2 separate regions of the Triticum aestivum genome follow, and region 2 is linked to region 1. Evidence: chromatin contacts called from public Hi-C data. All regions are on one chromosome and are shown on one strand. The core of a region is the stretch at or near the end of the contact, and the rest is flanking DNA. Distances in the headings are between cores, read along the strand shown. Region 1 holds the start of LOC123189140 (serine/threonine-protein kinase D6PK). Region 2 holds the start of LOC123189142 (ATP synthase subunit d, mitochondrial).

Region 1 (3,013 bases), core at 378-2,877:
TGGACCTTGGTCTTGGTTGGAGACGCTGATCGCACATGCTTGTGAGCTGAAGCCTTACTGTGCACCTTCTTGCCTGATTCAACCAACTTAACCGATGAACTTACTACAACCTTGTCAGGCAAAGCAACGGCCTTCTCAACCTTGTTCTTCCCATCTTGGTCCTCGTCTGTTGGAACCACCACAGAGGCATAAAGCTTCTTAATCGCCCCAGATTCAGGAGTACTCGACACAGCCGCGGGCTTGGACATCCTCTTCATGGCAGCCATCTCCGAGGCCTGGGAGATGCACATCTTCCTGAGGGCCTGCTTCAAGCTCACAGACTCCACGATCTCCGAGCTCGACATGGGCGCCTTCCCAAGCGCAATAAGCCTCTTGTCCGTGCTCGTCTGCCCAGAAGCCCGCGCCGAGGTGCGCACATTGAAGGATCTGAGGAGCCGGTCGAGGTCATCCTCGACCGAGCACGACCGGCCCCCATGCTCCTGCCCCACCGGCTTCACCCTCACCCTCAGGTGGGTGACCCCGCCCGGACGGGCGTCTTTGGTCTCATCCACCAGCTCGACTATCTCCGGGCACCCTGAAGAACCCATCCTCTCCAGCACTCCCACCGCCTCCAGAAATGCTCCCTCCTAGGCGCCTAGCAGAGTATTGAACTTGCGGAGCTCTGCAAGCAGCAACCGCATCTGGGTGGGTGGTGATGCGCTTCAAGTTAGGACCGTTGGCGCCTGCAGTTAGGTGAGCAAAGAGGCAGCTTTCCCGGATCGAGAAGCGGCATCACGAGGCAGGCCCTGCAAGGGAGTAAGCAGAAACTGGATCAGACGGTGTGGGTATTCATGCACAAGAAAGAACCTTATTGGCACTAACATAGTGGAGGAAAAAAGGTGGGAATCTGGAGCTTGAGCCGATCTTGGTGCCCTTGTACTCATTATCATCTCCCACTAGTCACCCTTCCCCACCCATAGTTAAAATTTGAAGAAAGAACTATAGAAAAAACGAAAGCAAAAGGGACATAGATGCGGTAGGTGAGGTGGGGTTTCTCTCTCTTTTCTTGTAGCGAACTGATGCAAGATCCGTAAACCTCCGGGCGGCTTGAGGGACAAGAAGACACAAGCAAGCACCAGATGGGCGAACAAAATGGGGGTTACTTTGAGCCAAGCCAAAGGCACAAACGCGCAGAGTCAAAAAAGAGAGAGGAAGAGCCAGATTTGCGCACGAGAGAGAGGAGGGAAGCGGGGGATTTGGACTTTGGAGCGGGAGAATCTTACCGGCGGGAGGACGGCGGCGACGGCGGAGGCGAGATTTAGGGTTTCGAAGCAGCGGCGGCGACGAGCAGGGGAAGAGGCGGCCAGTCAGCTTGAGCAGCAATGCGCGCACATCTGACGAGGAGGCAAAAGAGGAAGAGAAATGAGAGCGGCTGCCTCCCCCCTCCCCTCACTCACACCTATGGGCTATGGAAGTATGGATGCCGCTCCTCTCTCCCTCGCTGGTCGCTGCCACACTCACCAAACTCACGCACGGTGCCCCCTCTCTCTCTCTCTGGCTATGGCTATGGCTATGGCTATGGCTACGCGAGGGAGCGACGCGCCCCCACCGCAACCCAATAAAAACACGCACCACCACCACCACCACCCCTACCCTAGGATTTACGCTTGTTTATTTATGGCCGCTATTTATTATTGCTGCCTGTAGCAGGGCGTAGCGTGCCTCCCTTTCACGCGTCTCTCTCCTCGCCCTTTTCCGTGTCTCCCTCCCTGGCCAGCAGGGGGAGGGGAGGGGAGGGGAGGGGAGGGCCTTTTCTTTTTTACTTTTCCTTTTCATGACTCGTGTTATCACGCTCGCCGCCGGTACAGGGCGACAAGAATACGACCCGGATGCAGAAAGCAAACTGTAGTAATTTCTTTATTTAAACGGGTTCAAAGCCACCACTACAGAGACTGTCGATCTCTAGCCGCACTAGTGGATGCAATCGCAGCCAGAAGATGGAGTATAGTACTACTGGAGCAAGTGGAGTAGTAATCTGCTTGTTACATATTCGCGGGAGGCCAACTGATTGTGCCGTTACCTGCGTGGTCCGTCACGTCAACAGCGCCGCGTCATGTCGTGCCGCCGCTGAGACACATGGTTACCACTTCACCGCTGTATGTACTGTCCCTAATCTAACCTGTGGGGGCGCACCGCAGCACTGTATCTGTATGTATGTGTGCTGGTAGAGGCAGAGGCTCACACACCACAGACGCCTCGTGCGCGCCTTGTATCCCCGCCGCGGAGCGCCTGCCCCACCCCCACTGCTCTCCTCGTCGTTTTACGCACGCATTCATCTGCTCCACGCGCACCTCGCGCCTCGCTTGATCCTTTGCCCAAACGCGCGGCGCGGCTGCCGTGCCGCCTCACCCTCGCCAGTCGCGGCCCGCCGTCGGCCCGGTGGATTGGAGTACTTGTATAGTACTCCTATACTCTACCTGCGAGATACTAGCACGAGTCGCTCGCCAGTAGTAGTAGAGTACACAGGCTGACACCGACCTGGCAGTGCAACCGCAAGTCCGCAACCGCAGCTGTGCCTCTTCCTCGCGGGAGGATGTTGCAGCCTGCCCTCCTGCCTGTAGGATACGAGCCGAAACAGATCTCGGTGGGTGTCGACTGTCGAGGCATCCAGCTGACGTTTCGATGCGAGAAAGAAACGACGTTTCGCTTGCGGGGCAAGGGATGTTGGTGCCAACTGCCAACTGGTGTGTGAAGCAAGAACGATGCAAGTATGGAACCAGTGGTGGCGGCTGGCGTAGGAATCCGGTGTGTTTTGTTTTGTTTTGCCTCAACGAGGAATCCACTTTCTAAACGGAAATCAAACGGGTTCTTGTATATTTCGTCAAGACGTGAAACTTGCGACACCATCAGGTTCTGATTCTTGTACTCCGTCGCATGCGGCCTGCGGTCAGTGCCGCCGCCTAGAAGCTCGCCGCGCATTGGAATGCGGGGCAAAAAAGAGAGGAGGCGACGCAACGCTCGCCGGCCCGCGCAG
Region 2 (3,013 bases), core at 372-2,871, 250 kb after region 1:
TCTCCGATACTCGGAGTGACAAATCCTAATCTCGATCTATGCCAACTCAACAAACACCATCGGAGACACCTGTAGAGCATCTTTATAATCACCCAGTTACGTTGTGACGTTTGATAGCACACAAAGTGTTCCTCCGGTATTCGGGAGTTGCATAATCTCATAGTCAGAGGAATATCTATAAGTCATGAAGAAAGCAATAGCAATAAAACTAAACGATCATAATGCTAAGCTAACGGATGGGTCTTGTCTATCATATCATTCTCTAATGACGTGATCCTGTACATCAAATGACAACACATGTCTATGGTCAGAAAACTTAACCATCTTTGATTAACGAGCTAGTCAAGTAGATGCATACTAGGGACTCTCTATTTGTTTATGTATTCACACATGTACTAAGTTTCCGGTTAATACAATTCTAGCATGAATAATAAAAAATTATCTTGATATAAGAAAATATAAATAACAACTTTATTATTGCTTCTAGGGCATATTTCCTTCAGAACGTGTGTATGGCCTCTTCCCGAGGTTTGTTTCGCGCGATAGTTCGCTCTGACCAGGGAACACTTGAACACGCGCGATTAGGATCCAACGACTATCAGAGGTGTGTCCTCGATACGTCTAAAAAGTGGAGTTGCACTTTTTACAATTTAGGTTCTTGCAATATATATATTTAAAGTACTTGGAAGATTAAAATAAAAAATGAAAACAAAAAATGTGAAAAAATAGAAAAAGACAAGGCAGTGGCCTCCCCATGCGTTGGGACAGCCCATTTAGGCAGGTGCGTGGTTGCACGGGCTTGTTGGACGGGCCAATTCACGAGCTCCTTCCGTTGAGAGCTGAGTAGCTGAATATGCCTCGCTTTTCATAGTCACTCCCTTTAACACCAGGCAATCAAAATGCGCGCTAGTTGTGAATTGAACAAGCAACCTACCTCGTCAAGGTAGGCTGGTGTAACCACCCCGCCACCCAGCAGGATCTAGTAAGTATCAACCTTTTCCTTCTTTCCTTCTTCCTTTTTTCATTTTTCATTTTCATTTTCCCTTTTTTGTTTTTTGTTCTTGCTGGTTTGATGAATTATGTGCAAATATGTGAGCTTTTCTAAAAAAAGCAATGATTTTTTTAATTTTTATGAACTTTTTTTAGTTTTGGTTAACTTTTTTCAAAGTCGATGATCTTTTTTTTCAAATTTGATGAGCATTTTTTAAAATTCAATGTTTTTTTCAAAATCCATGAACTCTTTCTCATTTTTGATGATTTTTTTCAAAATCCATGAACATGTTTGAATTCACGATTTTTCCATTTTTTTATGAATTTTTCGTTCTGTTTTTTCAAATGCGATCGAACGAACCGAGAGGAAATAAAATCTCGCTCTACATGGGCTGGCCCACCAGGGTTGATGAGTGGGCGCCTTTAACACTACACCGAAGAGATGAATGGTCTCTGTTTCGTGGGCCAATACCAAGCAGGCCCCATTAACAGTCACCAGAGAAATACTCCACGGCCCAGGGTAACGGAAAGTCTGCTCCACAGCCCCAAACGGCTGAGATCGTTTTGATGAAGATCTGGCGGCTGAAATTGCCTGGAGCGGGGAAGCCCTGAGCGCCCGTCATTTTAGCGCCGCATAAACTTTTTTTTTTGAAGGAGATAACAGGGACATATTACTCTGGAGCCTGGACCGAACTCCCGAAACAATCAAGAGTCACACAGCCCTAGCAAGTCTAGCAGATCCAGAGCCGAAGATGAGCGGGGTGAAGAAGGTGACGGACGTCGCGGCCAAGGCCGGGAAGGCGATCGATTGGGACGGCCTGGCGAAGATGCTCGTCTCCGACGAGGCCCGAAAGGAGTTTGCCAACCTCCGCCGCACCTTCGAGGACGTCAACCACCAGCTCCAGACCAAGTTCTCCCAGGTATCCTTCCAATCGCCGCCGGCCTCATCCCCGTCTCGCGCTCGGCTGGTCGATCTGGCAAATGTGCCTAGGGTTTGGTCCTCGGTCAGATCAGATCAGGGGAATCTTTACGTTTCGCTAGTCAACTGCGGTTGCGCCGGGGATCTGCAAATCCACGAACAGGGGGCAATCAAATCTCGGTTTCGCCTTTAGGATTTACTTGCCCGGTTGGTTAGTTATTGAACTATTGAACGATTTAGGGATTTGATGTTAGGATTTGGGAGGAGGTCGAGACATGAGCAAGAACATTTGGGGGAATTTCTGGATGGATCGTACATCCCGTGTCTCTCCCTATTGTTCCTCTTATCTTTGGTACATCTTACATTTTACTCCGTGTAGAACTACATATTCCTAAATCACTGCACACCCCAACATTACCGACTGGAAAAGGTGTGGCTTATTTGATCCCTCTTGTAATCCAAGCATTGCTTTTGAACATGAAATTGTAACCTCTTGTGAGGTTCTCAATGGAGGCATGCATGGATGAACTAAGTAGCCTTCTTTGGCATGTTATATGCTTGGAAAGTTTAACCCTGTTTGTTTGTTATATTTAAATTTAACTTCTTATGGCTACATATGAAACATGCATCGCCATTTCTGGCATATCGACTGATATGAGAGATCTATATCTATCGCTACTGCAGGAACCAAAGCCAATTGACTGGGAATACTACAAAAAAGGAATTGGATCGAAAGTTGTGGATATGTACAAGGAGGCTTATGATAGTATGTGTATTTCGTACTCTCCATCTACTTGCATTTCTAGGAAACCAGTGTGCTATAAATTTGTAAACAAGATGGTTTTGATTTAATATTGGATTTTTAACTAGTGGATGATATGTCTTCCAAAGATTAAGAATTAGGATACCGACTGTAACTTGCTTATAGTTCAAAATGCCCCCTTCACAATATTATAGTAGTGATGTATACTTCATGTATGCATTCTAATACATCATGTTTTAGGTTTCATCTCCCTTCTTGAGGGTGCCCCTAGCAATATGTTGTATGATTATGTTAGGAATTTCAATCCTGCTATGTATTTTGATTTATTCACACCAAATGAT

What was found. Hi-C and Micro-C count contacts between places; a contact is called where the count stands out from the background.
Region 2: a contact with region 1 is called in a Hi-C map of leaf, with 5 times the contacts expected there. The contact joins the promoter of LOC123189142 here to the promoter of LOC123189140 in region 1. A contact is called at or near these places in 2 of 5 Hi-C or Micro-C datasets (both in leaf) and 1 of 1 datasets of contacts at active chromatin or transcription factors (leaf).

What each region holds. Positions count from the first base shown.
Region 1 is chr2A:508,172,372-508,175,384 of IWGSC CS RefSeq v2.1, forward strand. It overlaps LOC123189140 (serine/threonine-protein kinase D6PK), which reads right to left and starts at 1,628. Exons shown (of 3, transcript XM_044601484.1): 1 at 1,263-1,628; 2 at 1-785. The coding sequence starts at 587.
Region 2 is chr2A:508,425,780-508,428,792 of IWGSC CS RefSeq v2.1, forward strand. It overlaps LOC123189142 (ATP synthase subunit d, mitochondrial), which reads left to right and starts at 1,622. Exons shown (of 5, transcript XM_044601487.1): 1 at 1,622-1,910; 2 at 2,594-2,675. The coding sequence starts at 1,743.